Linked DNA regions of Rattus norvegicus: region 1 is linked to region 2. Evidence: chromatin contacts called from public Hi-C data. All regions are on one chromosome and are shown on one strand. The core of a region is the stretch at or near the end of the contact, and the rest is flanking DNA. Distances in the headings are between cores, read along the strand shown.

The links. A called contact is a pair of places that touch in the nucleus more often than the background predicts.
Region 1: a Hi-C map of the A7r5 cell line shows a contact between it and region 2, with 5 times the contacts expected there. The contact joins two enhancer-like sites.

The regions. Positions count from the first base shown.
Region 1 is chr16:85,567,410-85,571,531 of GRCr8, forward strand. No RefSeq gene overlaps it. Among named protein-coding and RNA genes, the nearest start is that of Irs2, 380 kb to the left of the region's middle. Within about 2 kb of position 2,477, at least 16 of the 93 cell types and tissues checked have an H3K27ac peak or open chromatin away from gene starts, as enhancers often do. A contact at or near this core is called in the A7r5 cell line, where this site is marked.
Region 2 is chr16:85,020,077-85,024,221 of GRCr8, forward strand. No RefSeq gene overlaps it. Among named protein-coding and RNA genes, the nearest start is that of Col4a1, 140 kb to the left of the region's middle. Within about 2 kb of position 2,270, at least 40 of the 93 cell types and tissues checked have an H3K27ac peak or open chromatin away from gene starts, as enhancers often do. A contact at or near this core is called in the A7r5 cell line, where this site is marked.

The DNA.
Region 1 (4,122 bases), core at 1,227-3,726, 550 kb after region 2:
TCTATAATCTCTACGTATAGTATAATATATATGTATATATGTAGAGAGAGGGGGAGAGAAAAGAGAGAGAGAGCACATTGTCAAAATTTGAAAGCTCCCTTCTTCTGTTTATACACTTTTCTTTATATACCAGAAAGTATGCCCTTGATTAAACTTATATCTTCCCACCTCAAAAAAAGAACTGGATTAAAAGTGGGTCCTCTTACTTGGAAAGATTTAATTAAGGAAAAAACTCTGTCATAAACATAGCCAGACACTTGTGTTTCAGTTAATTCCAGATGTAGTCAATTGCCAACCAAGAAGAACCAGCACAAATTCACCCCTGTCAGACTGACACACAATCATACCTTTATGTCATGCTTAATTTCCCAATGAAAGGAGGATCAAGTCATAATGACTTGATGTGCGTATCCCTCATACAAATGCCTTAAAGATCTTAGAATAGGTGACAATGTCCCCTGAGGAACATTCTCTCAGTATCTCAAAAGTTAAATATGATAGCTACTGAACAGTTACATAACATGATAAATCAAAGGAGGAAAACACAGATATCTGTGCAAACACATTCTTATCAAAATATGACCGAAACTCTCAGGTGAGTTATAATCTTTGTGCAACGAGTCATGTGGCAGATGGGGCCAGTTATCTATGACAGTAAGGCTGTGCTCTGGAGCCAGTTCACTTGGTACACACTGCTGGCATGACACTCCGTGGTTTGGGCAGGTTTTATCGTGAATGTGTGTGAGAGAGAATCCAGAGGCATCTTGAGGAGTCCAGAGCACAGAGAGCAAGAAGTAGACTAAACATGGTCAGGGGTCAGCAGACTTGAAATGGCCAGGGCTATCTGTGAGAGTGGGGAGAGCAGCAGGAGATGGAGGAAAGAGAGAGCATAGAGAGAGTCACAAGGGTTACTTGGAGGGTGAGGAGCTGAGAGTAGGGAAGGGCCAGGAGCTGGAGGGAGTTTAGTGTAGAGGAAGAAGGACTAGGATGCTAGCGTAGACTTTGAAATGCAGATAGATGCCACAGGTATATGATATTTGGAGAGCCATATGTTCCTTTTGTTGAAGGGACTTTTGTTCTTTCTGGCATGTTCTTTCTTTAATTGGCATTAAAACATACTTCTTCAGGATTCTAGAGTATACTGAAGACCAGCTGAGACATCCAGCCTGGTAGACTGAACATCTATTATGTCTGTCTGTCTGTCTGTCTGTCTGACATCCATCCATCTGTCCGTCCATCCATCTGTCCATCCATCTGTCCATCCGTCTGTCTGTCTGCCCGTCTATCTATCTATCTATCTATCTATCTATCTATCTATCTATCTATCTGTATATGTATACTTTCAGTAGGTGGGAACCAGCTTCACAAGTTCCTAAGAAATACTGGCTTTTATCTAACTACCATAAATCTGTCTATGGTCCAGATTGAGCTCATTTCTAGACATATTGGTGGCCTTTTGGAGTTTAGAGAATTGAGATTCCTTTTGGACATGACATTACAGCCTTTGTTGATAGTAAGTGGCAATGAGAACTTCTGACTGCTTCAGTGCCACGTTGGTCTTCCTGGATTTGTTATATCAGCAGTTGTAACCACCTCTCCCACCTTCTGGCGTGGGATAGCACAGTACCGAGGATGTGGCCATGGCGCTCACACACATTTTTTTTTCTCTCCCCATACAGAAACACAAGCTGAATTCATCTCTTCATTAGAAGTTAGCCTCAGGTATTTAGAAAATTGGGCCAGACTGAAGCTTACCTTTCCTGGCCTTCTGGCTTGTGGCATGAACTCTGTGTCTTTAACTGTATTTCCAGACACTCTGATTCTATGAAAGTAAATACGTTTCAGTAGCTACTGTAATTATTATGTCCACGTACACTCATCTATTCCAAACACAGCTGTATGCCTCATTCCCTTCATGACTACTGTGACCAGTGTGTTTTGTAAAGAGCATGGATGTTTGTGTGCATGAAGGTACTTGCTCAGGGTCATCTGTCTAGGACGTGGTTTGATGTGTGTAAATTTAGGGTTTCTGACTCCGACTACATTCTGACTCTTAGCATTGTGACTGGTCCCTCAGTCCGTAGTCAGCATCATGATGCTGAGAAAGTGGCCTAGGAGTCATTTAACGTAGAGAGACAATACTCTCCTTTTGGGGAAGTGAGGCAATGCAAACAGGGTTTCTGTGGAGGATGACTTTAAATGGACCTACGCAAGCCTGGTCAGGTGCTACACGCCTCGCACATTCCACAGAGTCCGATTACACAACCTGCTTTGACTTTCTCCTCTGAGTAATTTCAACCATCTGTGCTCACATGTCCTGCTGAGGGGTTAGGTGCAAGCCTGGATGTTTAGTTTCATGATAGACCGGGATTCCTTCCTGTGTGGAAACGGGCAGGCCAGGCCAGGCTAACCCCATACAAGGCCTTGGGCTGCTGGCACTTCTATTGTGTTGATATTCTATTTACAGGGAGCCTGGGCCTTACATAACCTGTATCTGCCAGTGGTGATGATGGCTTTCCTTATATAGCTCATGACCCAGCCCTGTAGTGAGCAATGCTACATGCATTTTCTCTCTGAATTTGAAAACCTTGAATATGCTCCCTGATGCAATCCCATAGATTTTGTTTTGCTGTCTGACCTGAAAACCCAAATAGCTGGAAATGACTCTGATTTTTTTTCTGTTTGCCTTAGCACATCCAAGTAGGGATCACCACCCAGTCCATGGTCCCCTGGAAACAAGTACCACCTCTTCCCAACTGCCAGACACACAATCAACAGCAGAAAGTGAAGCTCACACAAATTTACAAATTAACAAACACAAAAACCTCATGAAAACTATAGTCACATGGGCTCTCTTTCGTCAGAATGTCTTTGTTTTAATTCCTAAGTTAAAAGTACCGAGGCCAAAAAGTTATTGTAAAGAAATTTAGTAAGTGTAGTTTTGATGCAAACACGTTTTAATTCTCTCCAGCATCCGTAGTGTCCTGCCAGGAATTCCACTCAGGAACAAAGAAAAGCCTGAGCTTCGTTCACATCTGAAATGCAGTTAAAGCACACCACCCTTTGTGGGCAGTGTTTGCTTTTCATGTTAATAAAAGAATTTACATTTTAGTAATTTTCTATGTAAAAAATACGTATAGCTAGAAGAGAAATGGGGGCTGGGTGCTTTTGAGGCTGTTGCAATGGTCGCTCTTATGCTTAAATGCAATACCCACGTGTCCCTCCATAGAAAGTGCCTAGGATGGTTCCCTTTGCAAACCAAGTTCTGTGTATTTTTGCCTTCCTGAAGCAATGAGGTTGAAGGTTGCCGTGGTTCTGACAGGGCTCCTTCTCTTGATCCCCCCATATTTGGGATTCTTCCCTATAGGATCCCACATGTTTCTTTGGAATGATTGACTTACATAGACATGGAAGAGAAAGCACAGGGTATTCCCATTTGGGGTGTTTCCAAAACCTTCCTAACACAGTCGGCCCACCTTGCTGTCTTGTGCCTCTCGGCTCTGTTACAAAACATGTGTGTCCCACACTTGATAAAGACTGCTGAACTCAGGCTCCTTGTGAACTATTGAAGGTGGCAGTTTTTTTTTTAAAAGATTTATTTATTATATATAAGTACACTGTAGCTGTCTTCAGACACACCAGAAGAGGGCATCAGACCTGATTACAGATGGTTGTGAGCCACCATGTGGTTGCTGGGATTTGAACTCAGGACCTCTGGGAGAGCAGTCAGTGCTCTTAACCACTGAGCCATCTCTCCAGCCCCGAAAGTTGGAGTTTTACTTGGAAAATAATGCCTGGATTGACTCAAGGAACTTGCAAGAAACCATTGAGTTCCTTCAAATCAACCATTCAGATTTGTATGTTGCATTTTAGCATTCCCTGCTAATGAGCGCCTAGCAGTATCGACCTGTGAAACTCTCCCAACCTCACCTTGACTAAATCCCAGCGGTTCCACTAACAAAAGCGTCAGGCTAATTTTGGCAACTGCTTAGGCAGCTGTAGGAAAGGAGGTTGATTTCCAAAGCAGAGATCACACAGAACAACTGTCCACTGGACTTGGAGCTTTGAAGCCAGGACCCTGAACAGAGGGGACAGTCCCATCTTACAGGTCTGTGAGCATTA
Region 2 (4,145 bases), core at 1,020-3,519:
GGGATGCTCAAAGGAAAAACCACGTAAAGGTACTCAGGTCTTCATCAACTTCATTAACCTGGAGGTCTCCAAACTCCACCCTGTAGAGAATCGCCTCTGTTTTCCTCTTCTTGTTTGTCTGTTTTCCTTTTTAAAAATTGCTTTTCAAATAACTTTAGATACATTCGCGAAATACTTAAACGTGTTCACTCCTCTTACACTCCTTCCGTTCCTAATGAGCGCCCTCCTCTGCCCTTTAGTTTTTGTAATTCACTTGTGCAGGTCAGTTTTCTGTCAGTTGGCCACAAGCTGGGGTCATCTTGAAAGTCATCATGTCAACATCAATTGATAAAACGCCCCCATCAGATCGCCTGTGGGGCGATCTATTAATTAATGATTCAAGTGGGAGAGCCCAGCTCGCTGTGGGTAAGCGCTGACCCTGGGCTGATAGTAATGGGTTGCATTTTTTTTTTTTTTAAAAGCAGGCTGAGCAGGCTATGGAGAGCCAGCCAATGAGCAGCATTTCTCTAAGGCTTCACTTCTTGCCTTGAGTTCCTGCCCTGGCTTCCCTCTATAATGAACTACAATTATAAGAGGGGAATAAACCCTTTCCTCCCCAAGAATATCTAAACAAGGGATCACTGGCTAATTGGACGCAAGACTGCAGGCACGTGCTGCAGTCAAGAGGAGATAAGCTGGGAGGAGTTTAATTTGGCACACCTCTGTGATTACTGATAACTTAGGCTGGCACCTATGGTTGGTCTGTCTGTCTTTCCCCGTGTCTCCCTCCTGTCTACAAGCCTCTTCACTCCCAGAAGTGTGGAATGAAGACGTTCTCCCTTGGTACCTTTTTGCAATAATGAGCCACAAGTGACTGCTACCTTACTAGTGAGACTCGTCCCTTTTCTGGAGGTCAGGCGTTTGGCATGGGTCTCACTAGGTTGAGCCAGTCATTATCAAAGGACGATTCCTTCTGGGAGCCCTGATGGAAAAGCTATTTCTTAGCCCCTGGCAGCCCCAGAGTGGCTGCTCTTCTTGGCAGGTCAAGAGCCACACCTGACCCAGTAGTTATAGCCTTACCACTTGAGGAAATGCCACAAAAGGAAATTTACCTTCAATGTGACAAGTGTTCTGTTTTTCAAGACCACTTATGATGCAGAACAGGTAAATCCATCCCCCATCTCCCATGAAGTTCACAGAGATCAGGGGTCAGACCACCCAAGTCTCTTTAGCATGCAGAGCCACAAAGCACCTAGAGTTACAGGGTCCAGTCAGTGGTAGTTTGGGTTGGACGGCACAAAAGGTCATCTATTGTGGGCAGAGTCAAGGTACTATTGCCTCTTTCCATCGCGGCCCAGAAACTGCCTCCAGCCCGCACCCCATCCTCTTCCTTGTACCCCATCGTCCACTGAACCCAGTTATCCCCAGCATCCCATAATCTCCCCATTGCATAATCTCCCTGTCCTTCATCCTCCCTGAACCCCATCCTCTATGCACCCGATCCTTCCTCCCGCACCCCATTCCCCTTCCTGTGCTCTTTCTGTCCTTACACCCCATCCCCTTTTCCTGTACCCTACATGCTACTGCTGTACCCCAATCTCCCCACAGAACTGCATCCTCTGCACCGCACCCCATTTACCCTTCCTGGTTGAAGCCTAGAGCCTCAAATCACCCAAGGGCAACTGGGGTTCATTTCTAGTTCCTAAGCGCCCTGGCTGTTTGTCCCCTAGGGGGCAGCACACTCCACACAAAGTGGCTCAGCCTGAGACACTCTCCTTTCCCAGGGTACCAGCCCTGAACCTGAACAGAAAGGTCAGGTCATCTCCTGGTTGGCCCATTCCTGCTTTCCTTGTGGTTCCTGTCGAGCAGCCATTACCTGGATCCACCCATAAACACGCGCGCGCGCGCGCGCGCGCGCGCACACACACACACACACACACACACACACACACACACACACACACACGAGCACCAGCTCCCACATCCCCCACCCCTCAGTGCCAGTCCCTGCCTCTGCCTCTTCACCCCCACCCGTGTTCTTTGGCTACAGTTGTAGGAAAGGACAGCCCTGGGCTCCCTGCCACAGCGCCAGTTTTGGTTTCTGTGGTGTCCTGTAAAGGACACCTTGGCACACTGGGTGGGTGACAAGGGAGCGCACATGACTTCCCAGGGTGATCCCCGGGCTTGAGCTGCTGACAAGAACTACTTGCATGTGTCTATATTAGGGGCTCCTGTGTCCTGGGTCTGATGCCTTGGTGTGGCCCTGACGCGAGCAGTTAATGACGCTCTCTCTGTGACTCACCCGCGTCCACAGAGAGCAACCAGGATGCCAGGCATGCCAACGGCTCAATGGAGCACTTGGCACCCACGTGAGCCCGCGGCTGCCAGCAGCATGTGACCGAAGGCTCAGCAGCCTGGGAGCCTCCGGTGCCTCTTCTCCCAGCTGCTCCTTGGAGGTCTGTGGGCGGGTCCTGCAGAAGTGATTCCCATCGCAGGGCGTAGAGGACCTCAAAGAGGGGCATGTGAGCGGAATCTCTGGGAAGCCGGACAGAGTGAGGCTTGGCCTCTGGCCGCTTCCCACCTCCCTGCTGAGTGTCCAGTTCTTTTTTTTTTGTTGTTGTTCTTTTTTTCGGAGCTGGGGACCGAACCCAGGGCCTTGTGCTTGCTAGGCAAGCGCTCTACCATTGAGCTAAATCCCCAACCCCGAGTGTCCAGTTCTGATCTCACTGCGCTCACCCAGAAAGTGAAGGTTATATATTCACCGTCTCAGAGTCCTCAGGGCTCAGAACCACCGGAGTCTCTTCCCTTCTAGTTCTGCATGTTGATGTGTGCAGGCTGAGTGATCCCGCAGCTCGTAGGAAGGTCTCTCCTGCTTCTAGCAGTTTTGGATCCAGTTGTGGCACTCCAGTCCTAGCCCCGTGATCCATGTTACTCTTTCCGTTTGTGTGCCCACACCACCCTCTCTTTACATGGATCCTGGCTCTGGCTAGGCCCTCAAAATCTTGTCTTGTTCTAAGTTGTCATAGCTGCAGAAACGGGAGTCCCTGTGAGGAGCCGGCTAAGCTGCTGTCCATAGGCTTCTGGGGTAGGACTTGAACACGCCATTTTGGTGGTGTAATTCACCTAGCAGGGCTTCCTTTGTGAGGCTGAGAGGTTTTTGTGCTCCCGAAGTCTGTTACTAAATACCGTTCAATTTTCTCTGAGTAAACGATAGCTGTGAAGACGTAAACCTCAGGCTGAGCTATCCTCCCACCATCCACTGCTGGTCCCAAGCTCATTGGAAGTGCAGTCCGGGGGGAGTCCTTGCCTCTGCTCCATCTGCTGCTCAGGCCCGTGAGCCCTACCTTAAGATCAACTCAGACTCAAGCCCACAGACTCGGTATTTCTTCTAGATTATAGCAAGACTCTGAAGATGGGTTTGGGTAGGACGCACCATTCTCTCGCAGACTGGTTGTTCTACTGTTGGTTCTGTAGTTCCACCAGGAAGCTCTCTCTCCTCTTGTCAAATCTTTCCTGGTTCCTGGGCCTAGACCTGGCCTAACCTCGGAGGCCTTCTGGCTGGCCTATGGCCTTCAAGTCTCAAGGATGAGGTCAGCAACCCCATTAGGCTCCTTGGACTGAAATGTAAAAGCCAGCCCCCCAGCATCAGCATGTGCTTTTGGGGTACACTCTTTCACTGCTCATGCTGAAGGGCTCTCCCAAACACAAAAGAGAACCCAGAAAAATCCCAGCTCTACCTGCAGTTAGACCCCTGGAGCTCACCCTGCCACAGCCTGGGGGCCGTGAGCAAAACTGCCACCTGTCCCCTCCAGCCTTCACTTCTCTCCCCTGAATAATCACTTCACAGGGAGTGTGGCATCGTCACTGCCTTCATCTGTGGGCCCTGTTGCTTCTGGGAATACTTGTGAGGAGAGGAGAAGGGTCCCCAAACCTTGTGACAAAGCAGTAAGTCCTTGACTGATGAAAACATGAAATGCCAATTCTTAGTGCCCCATGTCACCTCTGTGCATGGGGAAGGAAAGAGAGGAGCTAACAGGGAATTGATAAACTGTCCCAGAAGTTTAAAGCAGCTCCTAAGACAGAGTGAGTCAAGAATCCCAGCTCTGTCACCCACCACCCTCACCACATTAGCAAACAGGCTCTCCCTGCCATAGACCTGCCATCTG